6 separate regions of the Mus musculus genome follow, and all the other regions are linked to region 1. A link is a contact called in public Hi-C, HiCAR-type, HiChIP or PLAC-seq and promoter capture Hi-C data. All regions are on one chromosome and are shown on one strand. The core of a region is the stretch at or near the end of the contact, and the rest is flanking DNA. Distances in the headings are between cores, read along the strand shown. Region 1 holds the start of 9530036O11Rik (RIKEN cDNA 9530036O11Rik). Region 2 has its middle 83 kb from the start of Rnf32. Region 3 holds the start of Htr5a (5-hydroxytryptamine (serotonin) receptor 5A). Region 4 holds the start of Nom1 (nucleolar protein with MIF4G domain 1). Region 5 overlaps Rnf32 (ring finger protein 32). Region 6 overlaps Lmbr1 (limb region 1).

The links. Promoter capture Hi-C pulls out the DNA fragments that hold promoters and counts their contacts. A called contact is a pair of places that touch in the nucleus more often than the background predicts. HiCAR-type assays count read pairs that join an accessible place to other places. HiChIP or PLAC-seq counts read pairs in DNA pulled down with a chosen protein or histone mark.
Region 2: a contact with region 1 is called in a promoter capture Hi-C map of liver, with 7 times the contacts expected there. The contact joins the enhancer-like site here to the promoter of 9530036O11Rik in region 1. A contact is called at or near these places in 5 of 39 promoter capture datasets (embryonic stem cells, liver, stem cell-derived epiblast-like cells and 1 more), 2 of 15 datasets of contacts at CTCF or cohesin (embryonic stem cells and stem cell-derived epiblast-like cells), 10 of 115 datasets of contacts at active chromatin or transcription factors (astrocytes, embryonic basal ganglia, embryonic forebrain and 4 more) and 1 of 9 other capture datasets (embryonic stem cells).
Region 3: a promoter capture Hi-C map of embryonic stem cells shows a contact between it and region 1, with 4 times the contacts expected there. The contact joins the promoter of Htr5a here to the promoter of 9530036O11Rik in region 1. A contact is called at or near these places in 8 of 39 promoter capture datasets (embryonic stem cells, hematopoietic stem and progenitor cells, liver and 3 more), 2 of 115 datasets of contacts at active chromatin or transcription factors (both in embryonic stem cells) and 2 of 9 other capture datasets (embryonic stem cells and liver).
Region 4: a HiCAR-type map of astrocytes shows a contact between it and region 1, with 10 times the contacts expected there. The contact joins the promoter of Nom1 here to the promoter of 9530036O11Rik in region 1. A contact is called at or near these places in 10 of 39 promoter capture datasets (the C10 cell line, the SN4741 cell line, cranial neural crest and 6 more), 1 of 15 datasets of contacts at CTCF or cohesin (embryonic stem cells), 12 of 115 datasets of contacts at active chromatin or transcription factors (SST interneurons, acute myeloid leukemia, astrocytes and 7 more) and 1 of 9 other capture datasets (adipose tissue).
Region 5: a Hi-C map of the N1E-115 cell line shows a contact between it and region 1, with 7 times the contacts expected there. The contact joins the enhancer-like site here to the promoter of 9530036O11Rik in region 1. A contact is called at or near these places in 8 of 39 promoter capture datasets (the HPC-7 cell line, cranial neural crest, embryonic stem cells and 5 more), 1 of 15 datasets of contacts at CTCF or cohesin (embryonic stem cells), 10 of 484 Hi-C or Micro-C datasets (the N1E-115 cell line, cerebral cortex, differentiating embryonic stem cells and 5 more), 12 of 115 datasets of contacts at active chromatin or transcription factors (embryonic basal ganglia, embryonic brain, embryonic forebrain and 7 more) and 1 of 9 other capture datasets (embryonic stem cells).
Region 6: an H3K4me3 HiChIP or PLAC-seq map of stem cell-derived neural progenitor cells shows a contact between it and region 1, with 35 read pairs. The contact joins the enhancer-like site here to the promoter of 9530036O11Rik in region 1. A contact is called at or near these places in 22 of 39 promoter capture datasets (the 3T3-L1 cell line, the C10 cell line, the HPC-7 cell line and 13 more), 1 of 484 Hi-C or Micro-C datasets (stem cell-derived neural progenitor cells), 20 of 115 datasets of contacts at active chromatin or transcription factors (astrocytes, craniofacial prominence, embryonic basal ganglia and 11 more) and 3 of 9 other capture datasets (adipose tissue, embryonic stem cells and liver).

The regions. Positions count from the first base shown.
Region 1 is chr5:28,465,598-28,468,658 of GRCm38.p6, forward strand. 9530036O11Rik (RIKEN cDNA 9530036O11Rik) reads left to right here and starts at 1,387. Exons shown (of 7, transcript NR_015562.2): 1 at 1,387-1,751. It overlaps Shh (sonic hedgehog), which reads right to left and starts at 1,504. Exons shown (of 3, transcript NM_009170.3): 1 at 864-1,504. The coding sequence starts at 1,166.
Region 2 is chr5:29,111,361-29,114,527 of GRCm38.p6, forward strand. No RefSeq gene overlaps it. Among named protein-coding and RNA genes, the nearest start is that of Rnf32, 83 kb to the right of the region's middle. Within about 2 kb of position 1,746, at least 3 of the 459 cell types and tissues checked have an H3K27ac peak or open chromatin away from gene starts, as enhancers often do. A contact at or near this core is called in liver, where this site is marked.
Region 3 is chr5:27,840,604-27,843,929 of GRCm38.p6, forward strand. Htr5a (5-hydroxytryptamine (serotonin) receptor 5A) reads left to right here and starts at 1,344. Exons shown (of 2, transcript NM_008314.2): 1 at 1,344-2,586. The coding sequence starts at 1,846.
Region 4 is chr5:29,432,977-29,436,099 of GRCm38.p6, forward strand. Nom1 (nucleolar protein with MIF4G domain 1) reads left to right here and starts at 1,691. Exons shown (of 11, transcript NM_001033457.2): 1 at 1,691-2,667; 2 at 2,954-3,081. The coding sequence starts at 1,702.
Region 5 is chr5:29,210,080-29,213,301 of GRCm38.p6, forward strand. The region is part of intron 8 of Rnf32 (ring finger protein 32); the gene reads left to right. Among named protein-coding and RNA genes, the nearest start is that of Rnf32, 16 kb to the left of the region's middle. RefSeq lists an enhancer at 1,919-2,725. Within about 2 kb of position 1,717, at least 25 of the 459 cell types and tissues checked have an H3K27ac peak or open chromatin away from gene starts, as enhancers often do. A contact at or near this core is called in the N1E-115 cell line, where this site is marked.
Region 6 is chr5:29,252,422-29,255,570 of GRCm38.p6, forward strand. It overlaps Lmbr1 (limb region 1), which reads right to left. Exons shown (of 17, transcript NM_020295.3): 13 at 2,125-2,198; 14 at 1,821-1,911; 15 at 322-388. Among named protein-coding and RNA genes, the nearest start is that of Gm42244, 20 kb to the right of the region's middle. Within about 2 kb of position 1,685, at least 18 of the 459 cell types and tissues checked have an H3K27ac peak or open chromatin away from gene starts, as enhancers often do. A contact at or near this core is called in astrocytes, embryonic basal ganglia, neural progenitor cells and 2 more, where this site is marked.

The DNA of each region.
Region 1 (3,061 bases), core at 137-2,636:
AAAGGAGGTGGGATGGGAAGAGAGGCTCGTGCTTTGCTTTGCCGTCTGTCCATCCACCCTCGTCGCCGAATATTTATTCGCTTTTAATTCTTATGCAAGCAGGTTAAAAATTAAAGCGATTGCAAAGCCAGCAAGTTCCAAGTCCCTCCCCTAAGGTACCGCGGGCTCTGGAGAAATGAGGAGCATCCTTAAAGAAATATCAATACATTCTCTGACCGGCACAATTGAGGACGATGGGATCGCAGTCAGGCTACGCGATACAGTGGGGACAAGACGGGCGCCTCTGGAGCTCCTGCCTTTTGTCAGAACTGCCCCCAGGCTTTCTCAGTTACAGTTCTTTGGTGGTGGTGGGGTAAAGGGTGGGGTGGTCTTGGGAGAAAAACACAGAAAAGGAAAAGGTAGGAGCTAGGGGACGAAATGCTCCAGGCTATGTTTGCAGTGACCTGGAGGCCCTTTGAAGTGTATAGGGGCATCCCCTCTCCCTCCATTTTCTGCCTCCACTTGGAAAGGGCAGACTCCCTCAGAGTAAAGGTCTTTCTAAGTTTCAAGCTAGAATACAGGTAGTTAGAGGAGGTCGTCCCGGGAGACTAATTAAATGAGACTAATAAAATGAGACTAATAAGATAGAGAACCCCATCTTCTGGTGCCCCATTCCAGCAAACCCTAAACTTCCTGCTGGACCCTTCACCTCCTTTTTCCTCCCGGAAGAGGAGTGCTAGGTGGGCAGGTGGGTGGGGAAGGAGAGAGCAAGCCGCCTTCCTACCTGCCCAAAGAGCAAACAGAGCAGGGCTGACTGCTTGGTCACACGCACCCCCCCCCCCTCCCGGGAAGGAGTCTGTTTCCCACCCGCAATGGGTCTCTACCTGAGTCATCAGCCGGTCTGCTCCCGTGTTTTCCTCATCCTTAAATATGATGTCGGGGTTGTAATTGGGGGTGAGTTCCTTAAATCGTTCGGAGTTTCTTGTGATCTTCCCTTCATATCTGCCGCTGGCCCCTAGGGTCTTCTCGGCTACGTTGGGAATAAACTGCTTGTAGGCTAAAGGGGTCAGCTTTTTGGGGTGCCGCCTCTTTCCAAACCCCCTGCCGGGCCCACAGGCCAGCCCGGGGCACACCAGCAGCGAGGAAGCAAGGATCACCAGAAAACATCTGGCCAGCAGCAGCAGCATCTCGTCCGCGGAACCTGAGGACTTGTGAGCTGTCCCCGCGCTGTCTGTGCGCGAGCGGGTACGCGCGGGTGTGTGCGTGTGCGCTCCTCCTTGCGCTCGGCTCTCCCTTCCTCGCTCGGCTCGTTCGTTCCCTCTGGCGCTGCCTGGCTCTTTCTCTTCCTATATAACCTTGCCTGCCGCTGCTGCAGGGGACTTGTCTCCGATCCCCACCCAGACTGGGGCTGCGATGGCAGGCTGCCGGTCGCTGGTAACGGAACACATCGGAGTTGGGTCTCGAGACAGCAATTAAAAGACAAAAAGAGCCTGATTTTAAATGGTAGCAAGGCTGGAGAGCTTGTGAGACAGGCTGCCTTTCGCACTATATTATAGCTGGCAGGGGCGCATCTGATTGGCCAAGCCGCACAAGCTTGTCTTCTGATGTTAACCCTGAGAAAGACTACATTTCTCCCCCCTCTGGCTGCTGTGGCTTTATTTTCACCTGAAGGCTTCCAGTTTAAAAAAGAAAGAAAGAGAGAAAGAAAGAAAGAAAGAAAGAAAGAAAGAAAGAAAGAAAGAAAGAAAGAAAGAAAGAAAGTCTTTACTAAGGTAAAGGTGGGTGGGAGGGAGGAGGCCTGTTTATTGGAAAAATACCCCGCACTGCCTGCTTTGTGCTCAGGGCTGCTTCCCCCTTACTTTCTCTAAATGGAAGATGCTTTGGTTAAAGCCAGCATAAGTTTTTAAAGGACAGTCCAGATGCTCCCCCCCCCCCCACAAGCTTTGACCATAAAACAGCCTCTCAATTGTTTGAGGGCAACGCTGCCTCCCTCCTGTTTGCCTTATTTACACCCCATCCCCAGATGTGAGTGTACAGGACAGACGTCACGGGGTTGTGAAAACAGCTCACCTGAGCATCTCCTGAATATTTAGCATCTTTAGATAGAGGATAATCACAGGTGGCCACAACCTAAAGAGTTGCTGTTTTAAGTGCCCTAAAATACTGTCCTTTATTGTATCTCACTGACTGCACCACATTCAAGCCTCTGCAGGTGGATGGATGCATCCCAGCTGAGGGGCAGGTAAAGAGTGTCTGCAGAATGTGGTGGGGTACATAGGTTCAGTGGGTCTATGTGCTGCACCCCAGCATGGAGGGCAGCTGGTGTGTGCTTGGTGGGTAGAGGTGATCTGCCTGGGGCAACTGAAAGTGGGCAAGGCTGCATGCGTGAAGAACCCCTTCCAATCTATCCTAGCAAAGTGCAGGGCTGGGGTAAGTTGATGTGGAATTCAGGCTCCTTAACACAGTTGTATTTCACAGGAGCTTTGCAAGCTAATTTTCAAGGAAAGAAGCTGGCTAGGTGTAGGGCCTGCAGACTGAAGGTGTTAGGGATCTAGAGGACAGTGTTCTGGCCATAAGGGGCATCTTAGAAGAGGATATGCTGTCTAGAGGTCACTACTCTTGGGGTGTCCAACACTCTTTCAGGAAAAAGAAAAATTTCCAGAAAAGTCTTAGTTGAACCAGAAAAATAGAATGTGAAACGCTTTGTTTTTATAGATCATAGAAATCTGCTCTGGCTTTTCTCCCATCCTACTCACAGGCAAGATTCCTCTAGGATGGGCGAACTATTTATGTGGAATGGAATACCTGCTTAGGGACCGAGTCCTCCAGTGTTATCCCATGAGACCAGCCTCTGGCTCTTGATCCTGTCCCAGTGCAGGGAGAGCCCAGCAAACCTGAAGCTCAGCTGGCAGTGGGGTTTTCAGAGGACTTAGAAACTTGGTTGCTTTTGAGTTAGTGTGAGGCGAGGAAAGTGCTTGCTACTGTCTACTGTGAGTCTCAATGGCAGTATGGCAGAGCCTCACCATCCCAGGCTTGGAAGGGTTGACTAAAGCCCGCACACCTGCCCTCTCTGGAGTTTTCT
Region 2 (3,167 bases), core at 496-2,995, 650 kb after region 1:
GTTTGGTTGGTTTTTTGTTTGTTTGTTTGTTTTTTGTTTTTCTGGTGTTTTTTTTTTCATTCAGTTTGGTTTTCATGTTTTGTTTTGTTTTGTTTTGTTTTGAGGACAGGGTTTTTCTGTGTTGCCTGGTCATCCTGAATTCACTCTGTAGACCAGGCTAGCTTGAACTCAAAAATTTTCTCGGGAGTGCTGGGATTAAAGGTGTGCTTTACCAACACCCAGCTTCAGCTAGGTTTCTTAAACAGCCAATGCTCACCTACCTAGGGACAATGGTACCCACTATGCACTGGATCCTCCCGTATCAATCATCAATAAGGACAGCCACAGGCCAATCTGATTGAGGTAATTTTTCAATTGATATTGCCTCTTCTTAGGTATCTAGGGTGTGTCATGTTGACAAGAACAAGAAACTGGCATACTATGGTATACACATAGGGAGATGTGGGTACATGTATGCTAGGACAGATATGTGGCAGTCAAGGACACCTTAGCAGAGTTGATTCTCTCTTTCTACCATGTAGGCTATGAGGATTGAGCTAACATTGTCAGGCTTGGCAGCAAGTACCTTCAGTCACTAGACATCTTGACAATCCCAGAAATCTTAATTCTTTCACTCCCCTGAAGCTTCCCTGACTCTGCAAACTTCTCTGTCTTTCTGCACCAGTCAGCTCGGCTGTCACATTAACATATCCTGAAGTGGAAACTTAAGAGTTCTTTGGAAAGTCAGTTATGTTAGATGTTGTTTTGCTGGGACAAATACATGGAGTGTTTTCCTGAAGCAGACACAAGTAAAAGGATGTTTTGCTAAATCAGACATGTGAAATAACATTTTGCTGAAGCAGACACAAGTGAAAAGATGTTCTACTAAAGCAAGCACATGAAAGGACACGTGATGAAGGATTCTTTGCTAATGGCACACATTGTAATGGCCTTACATTGAATTGTTGAGCTCCATTTGTCAGAACTCCATAGAGAGAAATGCACCAAAAAAAAAAATTCTGATGGTGTGCCATGGCTTCTTGCTGCTTCCACAGACTCTGGCTGATTGACAGAGTGATGTCACCTGAGACAGATACACGTGCTGAGGCAAGACCTATGGAGGGCATGTGATGTTTAGAGGGTATAAATAGAACTCAATGGAGAGTGATGGAGGCTGAACTAGGCTTGCTTATAGAGCTAGTTGTGCAATGCTTGTTGGTCTTGCATCCTCACTGATCTTCACTTCACTGAGAGAGGCACAGCTGAGAACTTTTCACAGCATCCCTATTGGCAGTGGTCCCTCCTGCTGACTTGTGCCAATTTGACTGAGGCCTGGCTGTTCCTGGTAGGTCATGCCACCACTGCTACTGTTTCAACTCTACCAAACTGGACTGCTGATATATCCATGAAGTGTTTTCAAGTGGGCTGAGCCTCCACTGTTGACCTGTGGACTGAACTGTTGATTTTCTTGCAACACAGATGGCATAAGTTCCAAAGAACCATTTCTAAACAGGTTCACTTCCCCCATATCCTAATAACTTTTCTTTTCCATTACCTTTGATGGGCAGTGGGCTAGAAGAGAGGTTAAAGCATTTAAGAACCAAGTAAGCTTTGAAAAAATTAAAGTTACAATATCCCAGGATGATCAGTTTGCAATTTGATATATACTTTCTTAGGATCTACAGTTAAGAGTGCAAATAAGGACTCTTCTCAGGTTTTCTTACTTGTTGGTCCTACCATGACTCAGCAAAAGCTCTGGTGCCTTTTCTGCACTCCAAGGTCCAGTTTCATCAGGCAAATGCCCTGTACTGTGATTCTAGTATGTATCGCATGCCCCAGTCTCCAAATTCAGTCACCAGGGGAACGGGAACTTCAGTACAGGAAATGAGCGATTTCTACATCTAACTACAACATATCACCCTGGAAACACATGATGTCCTCAGGCATCCCTTCTAGGAAGCATATGTGACCTAGCTGCACACACCTGCCAAGTATATCCTCCTCAAGAGTATTTCCCATAGCTGAGCAGTCGAAAGGATAAGTGATGAGCAATGTCAAATACTCTGGAAAATGCATTCCTACCCTGTCCATAAATTTATTTTTCGGGATCAGACTGAATTCACTCTAATTAGAAGAAGTAGAAGCAGTTTCAAGTCTTCAATAACTCAATTATTTAGTTTAAGGAAGGAACTAAAGGTCTGCTCACGCTTCTAAAGTACACTAGACCTTTAATTTTATTTTATGAGCATATATTGGTTAGCCAGAGTAATAGTTCACAGTGACATTTCTTACATGTATACAACACACCTGTGTCATATCAGTCCTGTTTCCCTTGCTTCTCTGCTCTTCCCCTTACACATGGCTAATACTTCTTTCTTTACTCCCATGTCCCATCCCACACTTGTGAGAGGCACTTGTGGTCACTCGATGCTTATCTTTCAGAATTCTTTATCTCACTCACCATGGGGATTCCATTTCCATCCATTTTCCTGTGAACAACATCATTTCATTTTTCCTGGAGGCTGAGTAAAATGTCATGAGAATGCATCACATCCCATTTATTCCTGGTGAGGAGCACCTCAGCTAGACCTTTCCTGCTGTGAGGAGAACTGAAAAAACACAGATGCCCATGTCTCTCAAATAAGCTGACTGAGCCTCCAGAAGTCATATGGCTGCTCAGACAGAAGTTCTGAACTTAGCTTTTTTAACTATACCCCTACTTACTGCCATGGTGAATTTTTAGTTTACCTCCCACAAGCAGTAAATAAAATTTCCTTTCCTCCTACAGCCTTACCAGCATTTCTTCTTTGTTTCCCTGATAATGGACATTCTGTCTGGAATAAAATAAGATCTTAGTGACATTTTTGCATTGCATTTCCCTGATGACTAAATTTGTTAACACATTTTTATATTTATTGATCATTTGTATTTCTTCATTTGAAAAATATCCATTCAGCCTATTTGCCCATTTACTGACTGATCTGATTTTTTTCATTGTTTAAATTTTTAGTTCTTTATATATTCTGGATATTAATCCTATATTGAATGAGTAGTTGGAAACATGTTCTCCCAGTCTGTAGGCTGTCTCTTAATTTTTCATTTTTGTTTGCTATGCAAGTTCTTTATAGTTTTTTGAAGTCTCCTTACATATGTCTGTATCTCATAACATTTTTCTTACATTATTCCCA
Region 3 (3,326 bases), core at 94-2,593, 630 kb before region 1:
TCTCTAGCCCACAGTGCTGAGATGACAGATGTGTACTACCATATCCTCTTATTTATGTATTACTATTATTATTATGCACACACACAAGCTCCTGTGTGTACTGTGTGTATGTGGGTGTCATAAGCCATAGTGCACATGCAGAGAGACAGCTTTCTGCAGTTGCTTCTCTCCTTGAGGGCTGGGGCTGTAGCTCAATGACAGTGTTCTTTGCCTAGTATGTGCAAAGCTCTGGGCCTCAACTCTTACACTGAAACAAAGAAAACTCCTAGGTCAGACCTTTTGATAGTTTTACAAGCATGCATGGGTAATTTTTTTAAATTTTATTTCATTTATTTTTTGAGTCGGAGTCTCACTATGTAGCCCTGGCTGGCCCTGACCTTGCAGAGCTCCACCGGCCCCAAGCTCAAGTGCTAGGATTAAGGGCTGAACCATCATGACTGTCTCAATACTTTTCAAGCATGTTTCAAGCATTTCAAGTGCCGTAGAGATTTTCTCTTTTTTTTCTTTAGGGTTTGTTTTTGTTGTATGTGTATGTTTACATGCTTGTATGTGTACATGGTGCCTGTGGAAGCCAGAATAAGGTGTCATATCCCCTGGACATGGAGTTACAGCCAGTTGTGGGCCACTGTGTGAGTCAGTCCTGCGAACCAAAGCAGGTTCTCAGCAAGGGAAGCCAATGATCTTAATGGCTGAGCCATTCCCTCCAGCTTCTTTTCCATAGAAACTTCTGTAGAGTCACTAGAGAGGCTCCTGTAAGCCTCTTTCTAAGCTCAGGAAACAAGCACCCTATCTCCAACAGTCATCAATCTTTCTCCTTTAAAACAAACAACTCTTTAAGTGAGGCCACCGAGCTCTCCGAGTTAGGAGGCAACCACATACGGAAACCTGGAAGGGAACAACAGTAGGCTGTTAGGAAGTTAGTTGGTTAGTTGGTTGGTTAGTTAGCCTAACCCAGGACACCTGTACTTCAAGCAAATGGCTCGAAGTCTCAAAATCACCTTCAGAGGGAGCATGAGTGCTGGAAGAAGGGTTTAGGAAAGTTTACTAATTAATTCCCGGCCACTGACCCAGTGGTAAAGAGCGATGGGACTGTGGATAGACACCAAGCTGCGTGCTGGTATAGGCAGCGGCACCGTGGACAGCGCCAAGCACTGAGCTGCACACAAAGCCAGTGCTGAATACTCCCATGCAGAGAGCCGGGTGGAGAGAGGCGGCTTCATCAGCTGATGCCTTACGTAGTGCGGGAGCCCCACTTTGCTAAAGCAGGTCTGGGTGGGCGCGCCAGCGTGCCCTCTCGGAGCAGCAGCCTCAGGCACGGTGGAGAGAGATCAGGACAGGGCAGAAGGCCATCTCCAGAAAGCAGGTATCTACGTGGCTTCCAGTCCCCAACCCCCACCCCTCGGAGCCACTGCCGGGAGAGGGGGGAGGTGGGCAAGGAGCAACCCTGGACCAGCGACTGTTCTGACGCACTAGCTGAGTTCTGGGCATCCACCCTGCACTGGGCGGGGGCCGACCTCAAGGATGCTCTGCTGCAGGCGACCAGACAACAGTCTCCGCCTAGGTGAGGAACAGCAGGCATGTGATAGCAAAGGCGGGCCCTGGCTTCTAGATTCAGCCCCTTGAGTCCGCTTTCCATATCTCTAAGGATACCTGGGCTGCGCTGCTTGTAGCCCAGCACCCTCCTCTCTGCTACAATTTCCTCCGGACTCTGACTGGGTGGAGACTGAGGCCAGGTTCTTGGCTCTTAGCAAAATCCTCTCCATTGGCCATCGGTCGCAAACATCTAGATTGACTTCAGTGGGCTCGGTGGCAACACAGTCTAAACACAGGTGTCCTGGGACAGCAATGGATCTGCCTGTAAACTTGACCTCCTTTTCTCTCTCTACTCCCTCCTCTTTGGAACCTAACCGCAGCTTGGACACGGAAGTCCTGCGCCCTAGTCGGCCTTTTCTCTCAGCTTTCCGAGTGCTAGTCCTGACTTTGTTGGGCTTTCTAGCTGCGGCCACATTCACTTGGAACCTGCTGGTGCTGGCTACCATCCTCAAGGTACGCACCTTCCACCGAGTACCACACAACCTGGTAGCTTCCATGGCCATCTCGGATGTGCTAGTGGCTGTGCTGGTTATGCCACTGAGCCTGGTACATGAGCTGTCTGGGCGCCGCTGGCAGCTGGGCCGGCGTCTATGCCAGCTGTGGATCGCATGTGACGTGCTCTGCTGTACTGCCAGCATCTGGAATGTGACAGCAATAGCTCTGGACCGCTACTGGTCAATCACGCGCCACCTGGAGTACACACTCCGTACCCGCAAGCGTGTCTCCAATGTGATGATCCTGCTCACCTGGGCACTCTCCACTGTCATCTCTCTGGCTCCACTGCTATTTGGCTGGGGAGAGACTTATTCTGAGCCCAGTGAGGAATGCCAAGTCAGTCGCGAGCCTTCCTACACCGTGTTCTCCACCGTGGGTGCCTTCTACCTGCCGCTGTGCGTGGTGCTCTTTGTGTACTGGAAAATTTACAGGGCGGCGAAATTCCGCATGGGCTCCAGGAAGACCAACAGCGTCTCCCCCGTACCCGAAGCTGTGGAGGTGGGTGCTATAAGGATCGTTAGAAAATACGTCACTTGTATCTCACAGGCTTTTCTTGCAGCGCACTTCACCTTATGTCTGTGGAAGGTAAAACTCTCCAGTTTGGGGAGAGGTAGATGAGGGAGGAAGGGGGGGCTCAAGAGCCAGAGACTCCCTTTGCTCTAAGCACTGAATTACAGAGGCCCTCCCATACTGAATGTCTGGGGGATTGTTTTCTTTCTTGAAAAATGAGGGGTTTGCCATCCACATTCTACCTGGTCCACTTTGGTACTAAAGTCCTGTGGATGGGCAGTACCTGGGAAAGCTGGTGTCTTGGAGACACTGGCTCAGTAACTCAGGAAAAACAAACAAACATGCAGTTTTCTGCATGGGTGTTCGGAGGAGGGAAGATTAGAATGATTGACAGGATGAGTGCCACATAGCAGGCATACCATTTGTGTTGTTTTCTAGGCTGTCTTGCAAACTATAATTTCTGGGTTGCTGTCCTTCTTCATTCTTCAGTGTCCTAGTAATGCCACCCCCCCCCCCACACACACACCATAAGATTAAAGACAACTGTGTCATGGTGACTGCATGTGCTGTCCTCTTCCCTTGTGGGTTGTAACAATGCTTTCTGAGTCTATTTACTGCAGCCCCGTTGGGCCATGGGCGCCACTAAGGACCACTTGGCCTGACTGCCTTCTCTTTGAGTAATATGCAGGAGAAAATTGAAGTTTCACATCAGACAGCTTCCCAGCTCC
Region 4 (3,123 bases), core at 441-2,940, 970 kb after region 1:
GAAGAGGGAAAGGAGAAAAGGAAGAGTCATAAGAATAATAATGATGAAGATGACACTTATTTTTGGATCATTCAGATGGTCTCTGTCCATCATGAAAAGAAAGACCTGGAAGAGTGGTTCAGATGATGTCAACAGGAATATGTGTTATGGAATGTTCATGTGGCAACTGCAACTGCCCAGGCAGCAGAGACAAGGGCAATTCCAGTGCCCCCTGGCTTTCTCCTTTTCCCTTTCATTTCATCTGGACCCTGCCCATGAGATAATTAATGAAAGCACATCGGGGATGGGTATTTTTCTATCTGTTAACCAGCTAGATATGCCCCATGGACAAACTAAAAAGGAGCCTCGGTGTCTCAGGTTATTGTAAATCCAGTCAGACTGACAATGAAAGTAATCACAATAGCTTGCTTTCTGTGTTGTAACCCCCGAATTAGTGATACTAGAGAGATGTCAGTGTTGTGTACAGACAGTTTGCCTCTGCATTCCCTGCCCTCCCCCAGAAGCTCCCATCCTCCCTCTATCCTGGGGCAAGCACAATATGCAGACAACTGGTTTCTGTGCTGTGTCCTCCTGCAGCAGTCGGGGCTCCTTCCCCTTCCCCTGGCGTTAGAATGGTACTACCCATAAAACTCCCCTTAATGAAGACATTCTGAGGAGACATCCTCCTTTGTGTCTCCAAAAATCAACACTCCTGCTGATAAGCAGCAGAACTCCAGATGCCTGTCTTTGAGACCTTAGAGAAATAACAAGCTCAAGGGAGACCATGGAAAAAAGGTAAACAGAGGTCAGGTCACAGACAGTTACAACTGGCCATAAAATTAGTCCCTGAACAGACACCCATTAACACTCCCCCTTCCCGATACACTACCAATCCACCAAATGATTACAGCCCTCTAATCCCCTTTTCTGTAGGGATTCCTAAACTAAACTGTATATAAACCCAGTGTTTTCTGGACTCAGGGTCGTTTGCCAGCATTCACGTAGTGAGTGTGAGGCAGGAGAGCTGAGTTCAAACTTTAAACAATAAAAGACTCTTTCGAGTTGCAGTGGACTTTGCAATTCTTGAGCTCATCTGGATTTCCCGTGGACTCAGGGCACAACATTTGTAATTGTGATAAGCACTAAGGCCAAAAAGCAACTAAGGAAGAAAGGTTTATTTAGTTTAGACTTTCACATCAAGTCCACCTTTGAGGGAAATCAGGACAAGAACTCAAAGCAGGAACCTGGAGGTAAGAACTAAAGCAGAAAGTGGAGGAACAATGTTTGCTGAATCTCTCGGGCTCTGTTCAGCCACCATTTCTATGTGATGGCTAAAGAAACTCCATTTTTATGCCAGACATCCATCTTGGTACCCACTGTGAAACTATCTCAAAGGAAAAGGAAAAGGAAAAGGAAAAGGAAAAGGAAAAGGAAAAGAAAAAGAAAAAAAAAAAAAACCAAAAACACACAGAGAAACAGAATTGACTGCCTTCTCATGGGTACACACGCACGCAAGAAAATGCAAGGATGTGTGAAAATTTATGCTACAGCCATACCTAGGTTTTCTCAGTGCTTCCCAAAACAAAGTACAAGAGCTTCAGATTTTAAAGGACTCTACTAGTGTCTGTGACCTGGTACCCTCCTACCAGCAGAGGAAACCTCCCACCGTCCTTTTTAGTCCATTGAAGCGCGCTTCCGGAAGTCCCGCCCCTTCCGGAAGTGATGCCGCGGAACGTCCCGGAAGTTAACGGCGTCTATAGGCATGGGGCTTGTGAGTTGTGGTGTAGAGCAATGGCACATGCTCTCTTGAAACGTAGCGGCGTCCGCCGCGGTCTGGGCGGCAGGGAGGGTCCCCTGAAACGGCTGCGGCTGGCCGTGGAAGACTTCGTGCGGACTACCTCCGAGAGCGAAGCCTGCGAGAGCCGCAGCGCTGTGGCGCGCTCCCGGCCCGGCGGCCGAAAGAGCCGCAAGGAGCTTCGTAAGGAGAAGCGACACCTGAGGAAAGCGCGGCGCCTGCAGAGGACAGTAGGCTCCGGGTCAGGGGACCAAGGGGGGAATGTCGGCCTTAACGATGGCCCGGAGACTCGACGACCGCCCACTGAGGTGAGACCGACGCCCGCCAAGGCCACAGCAACCCCTGCCAAGGCCAGTGCCCCCTCCACTAACACCAAGGCCTCGGCGGCCCAGCCGAAGGCCAAGGCTAAAGGTGCTCCTGGAAAGCCTGGTCCCGCCACCGCCACCGCCCGGAAGCGGGCACTTCTAGCGGCCAACGAGGAGGAGGACCGAGAGATCCGAAAGCTGGAACGGTGCCTCGGCCTCCACAAGCGTAAGAAGAAGGGCGATGGTAGCTCGGTGCCGCTCAGCTTCGCGCGCGACGGTCTGGACTACATCCTGGGGGCCCTGGAATGTGGGAGCGGCGGCGGCCTGTACGAAAGCAGCGAGGAAGAGGAGGAAGAAAAGTTGGAGACTGGACAGACAGTCTTGGAGAGTGACCTAGAGAGCAATTCTAAAGAAAGTGAGGAGGACCCAGACTGGCAAGTGCTGCAGGAGGATCAGGAAGATGTAAACTCGAAAAGGAGAGGAGAAGCAGAAAGTGGGACTCGGGGAAATAAAGGGACTAAGAAAGTGCGTTTTGCAGAAGTTGTAGAAAAGAGCAGAAGCTCTTCGGAAGATGACATAGAACAGCAGGTATGTCACGAACAGCCTGTAGGCCCTCTGGGCTGTCATTCCAAACGGAGTGAGGGGCAGAGTACAGAACAGTATTTGCACTAACACAGTAGCAGCCACAGCCTGCTGAGGGACAGGCTGACCCAGGCCATTCTAGGCAATCATAGAGCTTCACTTCGTTAAATAGCAGTACCCTGCTCCAAGTTCTCATGGGGTTAGTGTTTGGAGTAAGTAACAACAACAACAACAAAAGATACCGGATTTTCCACTGTACATTTTTGTTTACAATTTTATTCCTGTTTTCAAGGAGAGTCACTCTGTTGAAAGTGGTGAAAAGTACATCCCTCCTCGGCTGAGGAACGAGGAGGTAATAGATGTCCACAAGAAAGAAGAGCTAGACAGGCTCAAGAAACATGTTAAAGGCCTAATTAACAGGTAACCTTACAGAAATATGACACACTATCACTTAGTTGTAGA
Region 5 (3,222 bases), core at 467-2,966, 740 kb after region 1:
ATTTCTGTGTTAATGAAAAACAGAAGCCATCTTGGTCAGATGTGTTTACCTAGTTAAGGTTTCAGGGCACTCCTTTTAACAAAAGAAACTGTCTTTGTAAACTTATTTTCACTTTCTTTGATTTAGCCCAAGCTAAATCAAAGATTGGTTTATTTTTTTTTTTAAGTTGGCCCTGCAGCTTGAACCTATGATGGTCTTCAAAAACAAAACTGTTTGCTAAAATTCAAGTCCAGTTTGAGGTAAATCAGTGTGCCTAGAGATTTCCTAGAAGTAACTACATTGAGAACAAATTCCAGAGCCACAGTGAACAATGTCTCTAGCAAGCTTCTTTGAGTGAGAGACTAGCTTTGTGATACAGTTAGCAGCATTCCAGAAATACCAAGTTGTTCTAGGAAGATAGGAGGCCCTATGTTTTTTCCCATGTCTGCTGGCCCATCTTAACTGCACAAAACTTAAGATTAGTAATTTAAGTATTGAGATCTGATTGAAGGTTTGAGTCAGAAACTGGAGAGTTTAGTAAATAGGACGTGTGAATAACAATGTGGAGGTAGCAAATTGACCATCTGCAGATGGTAACAATTCTTTTAATCTGGAAATTACCATATATTTAAGATATATCTCCTTTTCACCATGAACAAAGAGTAAAATTCACTTTTGCATTAGAAAGAAAGAAAGAAAGAAAGAAAGAAAGAAAGAAAGGAAAGAGAAAGAAAAAGGAAAGAGAGAAGGAAAGAGAGAAGGAAAAAGAAAGAAAGAAAGAAAGAAAGAAAGAGAGAGAGAGAGAGGGAGGGAGGGAGGGAGGGAGGGAGGGAGGGAGGGAGGGAAAGAAAGAAAGAAAGAAAGAAAGAAAGAAAGAAAGAAAGAAAGAAAGAAAGAGAAAGAGAGAGGGAGGGAGGGAGGGAAAGAAAGAAAGAAAGAAAGAAAGAAAGAAAGAAAGAAAGAAAGAAAGAAAGAAAGAGAAAGAGAGAGAGGGAGGGAGGGAGGGAAAGAAAGAAAGAAAGAAAGAAAGAAAGAAAGAAAGAAAGAGAGAGAGAGAGAGAGAGAAGGAAGGAAGGAAGGAAGGAAGGAAGGAAGGAAAGAAAGAAAGAAAGAAAGAAAGAAAGAAAGAAAGAAAGAAAGAAAGAAAGGCAGAGACAGAAAGAAAGTCTGTTACTACAAGAAATCCATCTGGCTCACTGCTGTCAAAGATGGGTAGACAGTGCTCCAGTGAGTCAGCAAAGTGGAAGTGGCATCTGGTCCCTTTCTGAGCAGCCACTGTGATCTGTGCCTCAGTGGAAACCAGAACTAAAGACATTTTAAAAACAAAATACCATTTATGTTAGTATCATATAATAGCAACTAAAAACAAAAGCTTTGCAGCACCAGTGTGACTGCTGAGCTGCAGCTTTGCCTTACAAAACTGACCTCATCAGATGCTCTACCACCTTAGCGGACATGTAGCTAAAGCCTCTAATCTGCTGGAGAACAGGCACTCTAGATCCAACTAAAGTCCCATCAGAAAAAAAGAAGTCTAATGAATAGAAAAGAAAGGGGTAATAATGCACTTGGGAGCTTTGTCCTTGAATGCTCCATATGCTGAGATGAATATGCTTTCAGTACTCTGGATCAGGTTAGCTCAGATCATTCTGAGTTTATAATCTATCTTGCTAAAACACAAATTGTGGTTCTACATTTTCCCCTTCTTTTCCTTGGAAAGTTAATGAAGCTCTTTTCTTTGGGTTTTATCCATCTAAATTCTACAAACACAATGTTCTCATACACTAAGACGTTCTCTTTCCAAGGTGGTCTGGATTTAAAATATCGTAGGCATGCTGCTAGCAAAACAGAAGCGGAGCAAAGTGGTGTAGTGTGACAACACAGGTTCTTTTAAGCACACTGAACTTTTGTGGTAAGAACTGCAAAGGTCAGGTGTTAGGTTTTGTACTGGTGAGTGTCAGGATTAAAATTCAGCAAGGGAGTGTTGGACCTGTGTGGCTGATACAGTAGTCTTGATACACTTACTTGCTTGGGAACTCAGATCAAAGGACCTAGAAAGGTCGGAAAGCTGATGTGCTAATTCCCCAGCAGTGTGTACAGAAAGCCTAGTGTGTCCCAAAGTGCAGTGGCCACTCCTTAGATGCCTTTGATCCTTATCTGGAAACTTTGCTAGCATCTGTCCTATAATTGAGGCATAGTCTTTTATTGCTGCAATTAAAACTTTCCAAATGCACTATGTTATCTCTGCTCCAGCTAAAGTCCAGACCATTGTTTGAGGGGTGAGGCTAACAATCCGTCAGATGCCGGACTTGAAGGCCCAGCTCTCACACACCCCCAACCCGTGACTTCTCTAGCTTTTTCATTTCCATCTCACCAAACAGCATAATGGTCCTGAAGTTTGTTCATCCCTTTGACTTCCTTTATCACATAGAGATGGCAAACATTCTGTTGCTAACTTGAAGTGGCTCCAAGCTGCAAGCCTGGAAGGATATTAAACCAGTAAAAGCTTATCAGCTGATGCATTGAGATGCTATAAATTCCAGGCTTTTCATTTTGCTTTTGAGGGTGGCCCTAAGTCAACACATTAGTAAGCAATTTGCTGACATTAGATGGATCACTTAGGACTCTCCTGAGCAGACAGAGTTCACCTAAATGCTTTTGTTGGTATTTTTTTTAACTTTTAGCCAGTGTACTGTTTTCAAATGACCACTAATTGCTTTACATATCAAGTACCTGGACTCCTGGTTATTAAATTTATCAAATATCCAAAATAGGAGATTTAAAAGGAAAAAAAAAGTTAAGGTATTCATATTTCTAAATTGAAATTTTGTTTTATCTGAAATTCATAATATTAAGCATTAATGTTTAAAAACTAGAACTAAGTTGACATGTTTTTCTTGTTATCCTTGCCCTTTGAAGTATGAAGGTTATTAATGAACATAAGTGAGGAAATAAGAATTTCTGAAAATAAGAATTTGACATTTCAGAAATATTTAGTAGTTGCTTTGGATTGATTACAGTGAGCACTCAGTCAATGTGTGTTGACTTGACTTTTTCAAGTATCAGCTCTAGCCGTGCAGAGATTCCTGTTGCTGAGCTGAGCAATCAGACTCTAGAGAGCAAGAGCAGTCCTTTCTGCCCCTTCAGAAACACATCCTGAGAAACTTCAGGGTGGTGACAATTTTACATTAGTGTTGTGCTTTTCAGCTCAACATTGGTGTTTTGTTGAATTTTGCCACCAGAAAT
Region 6 (3,149 bases), core at 435-2,934, 790 kb after region 1:
GATCTTTTTTTAATATTTTCTAGGCACTGAAGTGTTTTTTTAAAGTCACAGTTTCCTCACTAGAAGATTCAAAAGCCCAACTTATGAATGAAGTAAGAAAAAAAAAGTCTATTGTTTGGGAAAGGAATGTTTAAGTGCTTAAAAAAAAGGTCTTTGTTTGCTTTGGTATGCCCCTATACACAATTGAACTATAGAATAATATAATATTATATTTTAAAGGTAATTAAAAAAAAGAATTTACAAAGCAAAAAAGTTAAAGAGATTTTAAAAAGTTATCTATAAAACCATGGACTTTACTGAGCATTTCTTAGTCAAACTTACCCAGTGTTCTGGACATCACAGGCAAAGCAGAGCTCAAGACTAAGATTGACACACAATTCCCAATGATCTGTGGAAAGAAAGGATGGCTTGCAAGGAGACAGCAGGAGGCAAAGAACCCCTCAAGCACTCTTGGGAGGGCAGTGCAGAGCAGATACCCGGAGCACCCGGCAACTTCTTAACAACACTATCAGAGTAGAATTTAAACATAATAAGCCTTTCCCTTTAAAATTATATTTATGAATTCCACAAAACACAGAGTATAGGTGCAAGCATATAGTCATAGACTATATAAATCATATACATTTTATATTATTTTAATGTAGTTAGTAATTTGAAAGCTTTGCCTATGAAATTAACAAGAGAATACCTTTGGACTTCTGACTAAATCTTAAAGGCTAATTGCTGTCAAGTTCTTATATAACATCTACTCTGGCCTATATAACCATTATAAGCATCAATTCTGGGATTTGAAAACACTAGAAACAAAAACATCTAAATCTAGTAATTCATTTGCAATGTATCTTCTAGTTACTGATTCTCCTCCAATAAGAGGCACTGAAAACATCGATTAGTATTTATAACCACCTCAACTGGACACTGGCTACTTAGCTGACTTTAAGAAACCTTTAGTATGCCAGGCGGTGGTGGCGCACGCCTTTAATCCCAGCACTTGGGAGGCAGAGGCAGGTGGATCTCTGAGTTCGAGGCCAGCCTGGTCTACAGAGTGAGTTCCAGGACAGCCAGAACTACACAGAGAAACCCTGTCTCGAAAAACAAAACAAAACAAAACGAAAGAAACCTTTAGTATGATACATCTGGGTGGATGGGTACATAAATTTCAATATATGTAATATATATTATCAATGGGGTTCATTGTGTGTGTGTACCCACACACTTGTGGGATGTAAATATAGACTTATATAATAAAAATGGGAAAGACCAGCAGCTTTTAGCCATTCCCCTTAGGCAGCCTGTGAAATTATTTTACAAAGATCCATTTATTATGTAATATAACAGGCTTTATTGCTATGGTGCCAGTGACAACACTGTATCAAATTAGCCTCACACCACACTGTCTCTGAACAGAGCTATTCCTTCTCACTTTAATTATTCAGAATTGAAATACTTTTTCTCTGCCACTTGTAGCAACTAAGCTCTTCAGATTTCAAACAAGCTCCTGAAGTACAGTTAACACAGCCCAAGTTACTCATTAGCAATATGTTTTCTTTAAGAAAAACAAGGGTTCTTTCTTTCAGGAGACTTCCACAACTAGTTACCAAGTGCGTGGTTCTATGCATTTACAAGTGAATGGATGCAGTCCAATTTACACAGAGCACATCCTCTCCCACTCACTCAGCATTCTGAAAACCTTCCTTTGTGTGTCCGCTACTTACAAATACCTCTCAGCCAAGATGAGCTATTCAGGGTGCTTACTGACTAAAGCACTTGTTTATCTTGGAAGCAAAAGAAAAGCCATGGCATCTAAGACTTTACCTTACCTTTGTCATAGTTGTGTCATCCTTCTTGGGTGTAAAGTTTCCAAAAAATCTGAGGCTATAGAAACCAACAACAGAAGACACCATGAGATAGCTGTGAGAATGAAGGAAAAACTCTCCAAGAGAATGCACACTTCCCAAAGTCTAAAGCCCATAGGAAAAGCAAACCAAAACAAACAGCCACCGAGGCTTGCAGAGGACTGCGTTGTTTTTCTTTCCAAACAAGTGTTTTAGTAAATTACTATTGTCCCAGAAACTAGACAGAAAACTTGTTAACAGACATAACATTCAGTTGAAGAAAGGATACAAAATCAGAATGATTTCAAGTGCAGCTCCCACAAAGCCAAAAGTGGAAAGAGAGGCACTTCCTATGCCGGGGCCCTGCAAGGAAAACACGCCTCAGAATTCAGTGATGCCATTACACATTTAACACCTTAAGATAGTATGAATCCTCCAAAGACTATTAATTTTAGCAGGTTCAAATATAACCTGGTTTGCCTCAAATGTACTTTTAAGACATTTGCCAAAATGATATCATTATGACTGCTATAAAATGGGATGATCTGCTATCTGAGAAAAATACATTGAATTTTCTGGGGAGTTTTCTTTCTTTTTTTTTTTTTTTAACTTTTTACTGATTATTTGTAAATTTTCCAGCATGCCTCACTATCCCTCTCATTTCCCCAAACCTCCCACAGAAAAGGGGGAAAAAAAATCTCACTATGGAAGCTGAGGTGTGCTATGGTATGTCACACAGTATACCCTTTTGCCCAAAGAGCTTTTCATGCAAATGTTTGTTGCAATGAGGCATTGGTCTAGTTTGAGGTCTCTGGCTTCTGCTATACTTTCAATACTGGATCCTTACTGGGACTCCTCTCAGATATCTTGCTGTTGCCCTGTGTCATGGAGATCCTGCAGCTTAGGATCTGCAATACTGGCCCCTTCGTGTGTTCCAACAGTTCATAGACAAAGTAGATATTGGGGTAGGCTAACTCAAAGCCCTGGATCGGGGCCTGGGTGGTAGCTAAGTTGGTCAGTTTACAGCTCTCCAGTACTGCCGAAGCAAGGGGCAAGGCCCACTTTCTTGAGTTCTGCAACTGGCAAGGGGACAGGGCCAGCTCACTTGCTCTCAAGCTCTCATGCCCTCCAGGCCAGCTCTCACATGCTGCAGAGCTAGGGGCAGGGCTAGCTCTCCCAAGATCATACCCCGAGGGACAGCTCACCTGTGTCCCAACTACCTAGCTAGTTCTACTATGCTGCCCAGGTAAGGTACTGCTCACTGGGGAGGTTTTTGGTTGTTTTTTTTTTTTAATAGAATAATATATAATTAAT